2 separate regions of the Mus musculus genome follow, and region 1 is linked to region 2. The links are chromatin contacts, called in public promoter capture Hi-C maps. All regions are on one chromosome and are shown on one strand. Each heading gives the region's core, a stretch centred on a gene start, on an enhancer-like site or on the middle of the called end of the contact. The rest is flanking DNA. Distances are from core to core; before and after follow the strand shown.

Evidence for each region. Promoter capture Hi-C pulls out the DNA fragments that hold promoters and counts their contacts.
Region 1: a contact with region 2 is called in a promoter capture Hi-C map of liver, with 4 times the contacts expected there. The contact joins the promoter of 1700028E10Rik here to the enhancer-like site in region 2. A contact is called at or near these places in 6 of 39 promoter capture datasets (the 3T3-L1 cell line, 3T3-L1-derived adipocytes, hippocampal neurons and 2 more), 1 of 15 datasets of contacts at CTCF or cohesin (the NIH/3T3 cell line), 18 of 484 Hi-C or Micro-C datasets (the AML12 cell line, the C2C12 cell line, the Patski cell line and 11 more) and 15 of 115 datasets of contacts at active chromatin or transcription factors (the NIH/3T3 cell line, bone marrow-derived macrophages, embryonic basal ganglia and 11 more).

The regions. Positions count from the first base shown.
Region 1 is chr5:151,366,040-151,371,122 of GRCm38.p6, reverse strand. It overlaps 1700028E10Rik (RIKEN cDNA 1700028E10 gene), which reads right to left and starts at 2,448. Exons shown (of 4, transcript NR_045700.1): 1 at 2,267-2,448. It also overlaps a transcript of Stard13 not described here.
Region 2 is chr5:151,173,224-151,178,128 of GRCm38.p6, reverse strand. All of the region lies in intron 1 of Stard13 (StAR-related lipid transfer (START) domain containing 13), which reads left to right. Among named protein-coding and RNA genes, the nearest start is that of Stard13, 15 kb to the left of the region's middle. Within about 2 kb of position 3,483, at least 79 of the 459 cell types and tissues checked have an H3K27ac peak or open chromatin away from gene starts, as enhancers often do. A contact at or near this core is called in the C2C12 cell line, cerebral cortex, embryonic fibroblasts and 6 more, where this site is marked.

The DNA.
Region 1 (5,083 bases), core at 1,199-3,698, 190 kb before region 2:
AAATTACTTTTTAAAAATGCTTTTGGAGACATGATCCCCCTGCCTCTGTCTCCTGGGTGCTTAGCCTGCAGATGTGCTCCACCACACTGAGCCTGGAAACTTCAGTTCAAAGAAAGCCTGATGAAGAAGTCCTAATTTCTGTGTCAAATATCACCAAACAATATTGAAAGTAAATTTCAGTATCATTTCATATAATGCCTACTGACAAAATTACCCTGAATAAATGGTGATGTTAATAGCCATAGTAAATAAATATTCACTAACAACTATAATAAAGGACTCAAAATACAGCAAGTAATGTTAATGAACATGTATGTGCTCCATTTTTACAAGACTGGTTTAAAATGAAAAGGATGTGTGCTTTGTTTCATTAGTATGAATAGTTATTTGAAAATAGGTTAAGCCCCACGCTCTCCCCTGCTACCTCCCTCTGACCCTTTAAATGGCGACTCATTCAGGTTAGTGAGGAAAGAAGAGAGAGAGAGGGAAGGAGGGATCTCTGAATCTGAATTTTCCTCTATTTTGTTAGTAAAAACAATGGAGTTAGAACAGCCAATTTTGTTTTATCATTAGTTTATGTATATGCGTTTTTTGACTGCATATATGTCTGTATGCCATGTGCATGCCTGGTGCCATTGGAGACCAGACTTAGCCAAGCCATCTCTCTAGTGCCTTGTAATGGAAGTCTGAGTCATTATAAAAATACTATTTCACTTATCTTCACAGTTAGATACACTAACTTGTAATTAAAGGTAATACAGTCTTTATAGTACTCACTCACACTTCAGTAAACAATCTAACCTTTTTAGTACTAGAAAATCACTTTTAGGAGCAACATAGCTATGAACACGACAAGCCTATCTAGGAATATCTGTATTTCTATTGGGGACAAAGGGAATGGTTACAGAGAGCAATGCATTTTACTGATGGTTAGGGTCAAATGCCATTGTCAAACTCAGAATACAAAAACTTATTTACGCGCGCGCACATACACGCGCACACACACAAACAGAAAGCATTAAAGCATTCTGTACATTTTAAATGACACAGTAGGGGTAAAGGGCAATGACTTAGTGAAAAGAAGAAACTATAAAGAAGTTACAAAAGGAAAGGGATTTTTAAAATGTTACCTTCCTGGGTGTAAAAATTTAAATGTCTGTTGAAGTGATTTTTTGAGTTACTATTTTCAAGAAACTCTGAAGAACAGAGATGACATAATTGAGAAATTTTGTATACCTGGTGTTACAGCACCCTCTACAACAGAGTATATTATATGAACTTGCTTCCCGAATGTGTGACTGTACAAACTTTATGGTTTTAGCGCTTAGTTTGCTCCCTTGGCACCTGCTAGAAAGGCTACTAATCTGTCGGGTTAATGTGTCAAAACAGCAATAACAGCGAAGAGCTCTCCTGAACTCTTTAAACTATTCCAACTGTGGGCCTTAGTCACCTAGCTCTCCTTCCATATCACCTCTCCCAGTTCTAAACTCTAGTGAACTGGCCTCTTAAAAGCCTTCTGAACTCAAATGCATGCACAGGTAGGGAAAATACTGCTGTAGTGGGGGAGAAAGGTCCAGAGACAAGTGACCGCAGATCTCTGACTTCTAAGGGACATCTCACTGGCTCGCACTGTGCATCTTGATACACAATAACTCACAATAGCTAACAGTGCTCCAAGTGTATTACATCTGGACTTTTTTAAACATGAATTCTTTTAAGAGGAAAGTTATGTTCACTTTCTAGCTCTGGTGGAAACTCGTTTTCCCTTATCTAAAGGAAATACGGCATAACAGCCACAGCGTTAATTTCACAGTTCTGAGATGAACCTGGTGAGACTGTCTTGTTTTAAAAACCTATTATCATTCTTCTAATGTTTAATCCCCGATACTGCTCGTTTTCGCAACACCCCAGCTTAACAGACGTAATGGAGCAAAAGCTTTTCTCCAACACAGGCTAACGAAAGGCTACAAAGTAAAGCCTCCTCTCTGCAAAGCGGGACATGGAGGACCTCGGTCCACGCCGAGTGAAGAACCGAAGCACAGTGCCCAGAAAGGAGGAAACAAAAAAGGAGAGCCAGTGGGGCAGGAACTGTGTCGCCAGGACTTGAAAAGACGGGAAAAGGCCGGTTTCCTCCCGCGTGAGGTCCGTTCCCGCTCCAGACTCCAACCATTTCCGCTCAGGGTAACCGCAAAACCCTTCCCGCGCGGGAACTCGGTGGAGGAGGAGTCTTGGGTCCCGCCCTTCTGGCGGAGCGCATAAAGCCTACCCCGGCCGCCGCGGTGTCTCTGGAATGTTCTGAAGGGAGGAAGCGCGCCCCTCCGCAGTCCGGGGAACACTCGGCGCCAGATGGCGCTACCGCACCGAGAGCCAGAACCTGCGCCTCAAGGGAGCTGGGCTGAGACACCACCGGAAGTGAGGGCTCCGCGAGCCTCCTGGCCCGGATATCCAGCCTTCTAGCGTGTTCCCGCGCGGGGGCGGAGCTACAACCGGAACCGGACTGCGAACGCGGGGCCTCGTGGCGGAAGAGCCAGGAGGGGCCTTGGAGGCGGTAACTTCCGCTGCGCGCGCCTGGTCTGGGCGTGCACGCGAGGGGCGGGGCCTCCGCGCGGGCGCGCGAGCGCTTGCGTACTAGGAGGGCGTTGTTGCGGGAGGCATGTGCTGATTTCTCCATCTTTGATCGCTTGCAGGCCTCGCCGGGCGGACATTAAACTGGTGTCTTAGCAGGTTTTTGTCTGTTTTGTTGCTTCCCTCTCACAGGAGTTGGTTTCTGGCTGTAAATTCAGTTTCTGGAAATCTCTGGAACGTTAGCGATGTACAAGGTAGTCTCGAGCTGCTTTCTCGCCATTGATTCCCAGCCAGTGTCAGTCCTTGCATCGTTACCCACTCGAGGCTACCCGTGACAGCTAATGGCATCTAAGGATTTGGAAAGGCTTATATTACGGACTTTTAAAGCGCTTAATTTGAGCTTTACCCTTTATTTTTGTCAGGATATTGGCACTCTGCATTCTGCGGTGTGGCTTTGCACAGAACCGTTTGTTGAGGGTTTGAACGCTGCCAGGGGAAAACTCCGCCCCTTTCCCACGTTGGCTGTGTCTGATCCAAACCCATTTTTAAGTAGCTGGACAGTACTTTACCCTGGTACATGGGCTTTGTTTTTATTTTAGTTGTATCGTGAGGACTATGAACTTGTATTGCAGAAAGTATTAGTGTCCACCTTTAAATATACATAACACTTTCGGCTGAAAGACAGTTTCCCAAAGCTCCCGAGTTTCCCAGGAATGTCTTCAGCTTTTGGTAGATGCTTTTAGGAATTTCAGAGGTCCTTGCTGTCAAAGATTTAAATAAAGTCAAACATAAAAAAGTAACAAAACATGCACGCTCGCACACACACTCACAAACACACAATTTTGTGTTGGCCAGTTACTTCTGGGCATGGGGCCTTCCCAGAAGTGTGGTTGATACTCCATAGGGGAAAATTGATTTTACCTTTCCCAGTATTATCAGTTATCAGTTGTACATGCCTTTTGGTTAGGAATGGAACTTTGTAATCTCTAACCCCTAGTTTGTACTGTTTTTTTTTTTTTCCCCCTTGCTTGAACCTGTTGTGAATGAAAACTCCTGGGGGTGGGGGGCCGGGTGTGGCAGAGACTGATTAGAATTTTAGTGCTGTAGCAAAATTGGAATGTTGCAGGTCCAGAGTTTAACTACCTTATCTTAGTCTAGTTTTAGTCTCCTATGTACTCCAACTGCCATTCCTTAGTCAGCTTTGTGTCAGAACTAAAATCCCATGAGAGATTTTTAAAAAGAATGAAATCTGTTGGCTGATACTAGCTTCTACCAACCTAAAAAACAAGAAAGTCATCAGATGAGACCTGTAAGAAAACCTGCCCCATCTTCCTGAATTGCCTTTATGGTATTCCCACAGATGTGTTTTACATGTCTCGATTCATTATTTTCTCTGTTCTGTAAAACTAAAACTGCTTCCATGTAGGAGCATAAAATTTGTGTTCCTGGGCCATGGTCACTAAAAATGGATCCTAAATAGACTATCTTTTATTCCCTTTAAGATGAGCACTCTTTTCTGCTTTGACTCTGTAGGTAATGTGTGTGTTGTCACAGTCTCTGTGAGTTTATACACATATCAGCCTTGGTGTGTCTGCATGATGCTATTTTTTTTTAAATGCTCTTTAAAGTGAGCTAATGGAGTAGAAACGTTAAGGTAGAAATTGCACAGGTGTGGCATCATGAGTGGAGAAAAGTGGATGATCTGCTGTAGGCAAATGAGAACCTGGTAACTCTGCCTTCATTTTCTATGCCTGTATCTTCCTCCTCCTCCTCCTCCTTACCATCATCATCATCATCATACTCATTCTCATCCTCCTGTCCTTTTTTTCCTGCGAGTCAGACTCCTGCTTAACTCTACAATAACATGCTACTCTGGCACCCAAGGAGAATCTGCTTACCCTGTCTCACTATTTTCATTTGAATGGTGCCATGTTACATTTATGTAAGGGCCAAGTAGAAAATATGGGCAGCATTGTAGGTCACTCAGAATAGGTCAGAAATAGGAAAAGGTTGAGACCGTATGCCCGAGGGAAGCTATACTCGATTTTCAAAATCTTCATTACGTGGAGACTACCCCTGATAGATCTGAAGAGAGATTGACTTGACCTCATGTCAGTGGTCTCCTAGAACCCATATAATTTCCAGCTTTCTGCACTTCACACTTTAATTCAATAAACCTTGACAATGCATGGCTCTGTTAAATGCTAAACATGACCCTAAAGGGCTAGGATGAAAAGCATTGGGGAAGTGACTTGCCCTAAATTAACTTGTCCATTTTATCAAAAACTATCCCAAGCATATCCTCCATAACTTTGTCATCCATATTATTCATGTATTCGACTTGGTAGTGTTTGTCCTCTTGCTAATATTTATTTCATGCTGAAATAATTTTTTGAAACCTAAAGTAAAGTCTACTATCATAGAACAAAATGAAATTTGATTGTTTAACCCACAGCAAAACATAATAGGAAGAAGCTCCAAGATAGCATCTTCATGGGCAATTACATTATTGACAAAC
Region 2 (4,905 bases), core at 2,234-4,733:
AGTACCATATATAAGGGAAACATGGTGTGTTCCTGATTCTGACTTATTTGGCTGAATTGTAGTGAATTTCAGTTTCATCCATTTTTCTTGCAAATGTCACAATTTCTTTTTTCTTTTTTCTTTTTTTTTTTTTTGCAGCTGAATAAAGGTCCATTGTGTATGTGTATCCTATTTTCAATGTCCATTCGTTCGTTTATTAGTGATAGCTAGGCTAGTTTTCTTTCTTCATAGCTGTTTTGAACAGTGCAGCAACAAGCATAGGTATAAAGTGTCTCTGCTAGATGTTGATTTTGAAGCCTTTCTCATATGACCATGCGGAGGCCATGGGGGTGGCGGTGCTGCTTACTGGCTTGTCCCCATCCATAGTGGTCAGGGCCCTCCCTCATTAATCACTAATTAAGAAATAGACCATGGCTCCTCTATTTGTAGTTTCCAGAAGGCTCTCTAGACTGGTTTACCTAGTGACTGCATGGGTGGTGAGTCCCTGCCAGTGGTAAGCATGCATCTATCTGCCTTTTCCCATGTTCCAGAAGCATCTGCTGCCATTTGTTTTATTGGCGACAGCCATTCATCCTCGCTGGACTTAGATGGGATCTCCAAGCAGTTCTAGTTTGTGTGTCTCTGGTGGTTGAGGATATTGAATATTTTTTGAGTATTTATTGGCCATTTGTATCTCTTTTTAAGACCTGTTCTTCAGTTCATCAGCTCACCTATTGATTGGAGGATGGTTTAGGGCTTTTTCCTGTTTAGTTTTTGCAGTTCTTTCCAAACCCTTGATATTGATCCCCTGTTTAATGTGTAGCCAGAAGAGACTTAATGCCCAGTTGACAAATTAAAAACTGAGCTCTGTTTTCCATGCTAATTCCAATAAGTTTTTAAAAGATTTTAATAGTTTTCTTCGCTTAAGACTGTCATCCCCATTAATTAGAGAATATTCTTTATATTTATTGTATCCTTCAGCTAAGAAAAAAGAAACAGGAATATGATATTTGTTGAGATTTATTCTTAGAAGTAAATTTATTGACATTTTGACAGATACAACGTATGAAAGCTTCTGGTTCATTGATTTTTTTTTAAATAGAAAATATATACTTTTAATCCCCTCAAGATAGATATTCCTAAAGACAGAAAATCAGTACATACAGCCTTCTGCATTCATTATGACATAATGTTAATTTTGAGCCTTATAAAACCCTTATTTTATAGGATGTAATATTTGACGTTTACGTATGACATGAAATGAACCCAGAAGGCTATGCAGCATCCTCTTAGTGGCTTGACAGTTGGGGGAACAATTCTAAGCTCATTGTCTCATTGAAGACATACCTGTGTAAATATATTCATGTGTGAATACATCCAGGTGTGAATTGGTTTCACCGTCACTGATTAGGAAGCCTTGCTCCCTACAGTCTGTTTTTGTGAGACATGAAAAACCATGAATAAGTCTTTCTAGTCTAAAATGTTTCTGAAAGCTAGGGAGTACAGTGGAGCTTCCAGGTCAGCACCAGCTTGTTTTATCCATGTTCTAGAACTTGAGTGTGTGGTGTCTTCAGCAACAGGATCATGTCATTGAGATCTTGAGAGTTACCAATGGCCTTGGTGGGACAGAGGGACATCACTGACCAACAATCCCCAAAGAACTATCTTGCTCCTGGCACTGGTCTTTTTTTTTTTTTTTTTAACTTGTTAGCCTGTGGTGTGTAAGAAGAGCACTGTTGGCCCGTTACAAGTTTAAACGTTCCTAATCTCATTTCCCCCAAATCATTGCTTTGCAATGGAATCCTGTGGCACAGAAAAGCATACTTCCATGACTGGTTCTGTGGCGGGCTAATGTAAACTCACCTGACAGAATAAGGACGCCTGGCAGCAGGCACCTGCAGTGGTCAAACATTAACTAACTAAGACAAGAAGTTGTTTCAGAGTCCACATTTCCCTCCTCCCCTGCCTCCAGATTCCCAGCCATGGTTTGCACGAGGCTGCTCTGGTTCTGTTTCCTTCATGTGAGCCTTTCTCCTGTGGCTCTGGTCATTGTATTGTTGGTTACCTTTTCAGAGCCTGCTCTGGACACTGAAGCTCATCAGTGCCAAGAACGACAGAGGGTGTAGACAAGGTCCTTTCATCTCATTGACAGTCACTCTTCTTCAGTCTGCTTGAGCCTTGCAGGTGGACCCATAGCCTTGGGGGGAGCCCTGCTTCACATTACCATGCTGTCATAGCTGTAGAAAAAAATATTCAGGGTGCCATGTGGACAGGCAAGTGATCTGCAAAGTTTGCTAACATCTGTATGCACGAAGATGAAACATTCAGACTGGAGTCAGCCATTTAGTCTTTATATTTCCCATTATACATCTTAAGTTTTGGAGTACTTCTCATTTCTAAGCTTAGCAACAGTAGTCTCGAAGCTACCTTCTAGAGCCTTCCCAGGGTTAATCTACCAACTGTCTTCAAGGAGTCCAGTGTGGTTGGAAATGATTCTCCTATTGTGTTTTCATTAAGACCTGAGTTTACCCTTTTGGAAAATAAGCAAGATTGAGCCTCACACCTTGCACTCACCCCTCCCTTTTCTTAGATGCATAAATGAAGGCTCTATGGTGTTAAATGAACTTTCCTGATGTCCCACAGCCAGTGAGTGCTTGAACTGTACTCTGAACTCAAGTCTGGGTGAGCTAAGAGCCCATGTTGCTCACCACTGCCAATCCCCATCCTCCTTCTAATTATAAGTAGACATTGTTTACTTGGACCCAAAGATGGTTTGAGTGTTTGTTCTTTGTCATTATAGACACAGTTGGCCCCTCCTCCCCTCTCCCCCCATTGCTGGAGAACATCATTCAGCTACAACCAGCTTGTGACCACCCTACACTAACACCCTCTTTCTGCCCTCCCGCTGCCTTCCCAGAGTTGGCTGCTCTTTATCAAGAACTCTGCGTCCAAAGTAAATGTCAGGACAGCAGGACTTCTTGCCAGAGGCTGGATAGTGTGGTTAGGTAGGCCCTGGCCCAAAAAGAGGGAAAAGAAAAATTTCCTCTACCCTTGGCCTAACCTTCCCACTTTCTACCTTTTAGAATGCTGCCTTTCTCCATAAAAAGTGCCTGGTGGAGTGCCCAGCCTCCCCTACACTTCCCCAGGGGCTCCCAGGCTGAGACTCCTGTGCCTTCACAGTGGGTCTTTTCAGACAGGAGCTGATCACATGGGACTTGAATTGAGCCTGTGCTGGTCTGGGGACAGCAGCCCTCAAAATCCCTGGCTCTATAATGCTGAGAAAGAGTGACTTATAAGAGGGTCCTGATTTACAGAAAGAAGTCTTGTGTGGAGGATTGTTTTCCCCCTGCACATTGGACAACTCCGACCTTATTCCAGAATGGTCCCAGTTGTAGCTGCCGAACAGTAGCTCGTCAGAAGAAGCAATCAGTGCTCTGCCAACTTAGACTGTTTGAGAAATTTTGCCAGAAGCAAAACAGGATCAAAAATAATAAACAGACCTCCTCCCTTGCCGCACCACCGCTGTTTACATGAGGAGACTGGTAAGCTGGCTGTGCCACAGAGCTCTCAGGGGAGGGTTTTTTGTTGTTGTTTGTTTTGTTTTTTCTTTTAAGCAGAAAAGGTTAAGTTGAGGAGTGCTCTCTTGTATTCATTTTGAGATTGTTCCAGGCTAGTCAAGGTTCTAAAACAACAGACAGCACTAAGGAATGTCTGTCTTCCAAATACAAGTTACCTGTTGTGGTGAGGCATCCGCAGGGTAGAAAACCCAGGAGTGGTGTGAGCCTAGAGAAGGAAGGCTATGTTTTAGGAGGAAAGACCCCACCAGTGAGGCAAGCTCAAAGAGGCAGGAGGCCTGGCTTTTAGGATACTCTGTCCTAGGTAGGGAGTCCCAAGTGCTTTCACTTCCCCACCAGACCACTGTCTGGGGAGGGGGGGATGGTTGATAATGAGATGGGAGGATCAGCTCTTGCCCATCAGCAGTGTTACTGAGGGGGAAAATGAATGAAAAATTAACTGAAATGAATGTGTGGTACTCCAACTCTTGATTGGCTCTCCAGTAGGTCTCTGCTATAGGGATCACTGGAGAGCTTGACTCTATTCTCTGCTGTCCTGGGTTAAGCACAAAGCTTGCTTCTATTCCAAAACCAGTGATTCACAGAACTCCCCAAGGACCTGGAAAGAATGTGCCACTTCAGCACTGGTTTGTTTTAAATTGGTTCCCAAGTCATTCTCCTAAATTCTCAGCTTCCTTTAAAATTGTTTTATAGGCTTAATGTATGATGAGTAACTGTCTCACTCACTGAGGTCATTGTGAATTCTAATTTTCCCCTCTCATTTCTCATGAGCTCTGAAGGGTCACGGACATCATTTGGTACTTTTACTTGACTAAGCATTGTTTCATCCTTCATGAACAATTTCCTGTAACCATTAGCAAAGCAACACCTTTTAAAACAGGAGATATTGTGTCACAGTGTGAGGGACTGTGACAGGGCAATGTAAAGGGTAGGCTTTTGGGTTTATGGAAGGCCAGCTCACTGCCCAAGGCTAAGATCCTGTGCAGTGTCGCCAAGCAAGTTGGGAGGCCTTTAGGCATGTTCTCAGATCTTAGCTGCTTGTACGACTTTGAGGGGACAAAAGGAGGCTGGGGTTACACTGCCCAGATGGTTTGACTCTTCATAGTCACCTCCTAGCTCAAGTCTTATGAGAGAAGAGCAGAAGACAGCAAACACACAGTGTGTAGACACATCTCATTCTGTACTCTGTTTCAATATCCGTTTTATTCTATTTGCTTTAACTATTTGTTTGCCTATCCTGGCTGGATTTGAGGAGACAGTCACTACTTAGCAAGACTCAAATGAAGTCTCTGAAAAGTGCTCAGTGCATCTGGTTATGGTTTGGAAAGGCTGTGTAAGTCTGAATTCAGTG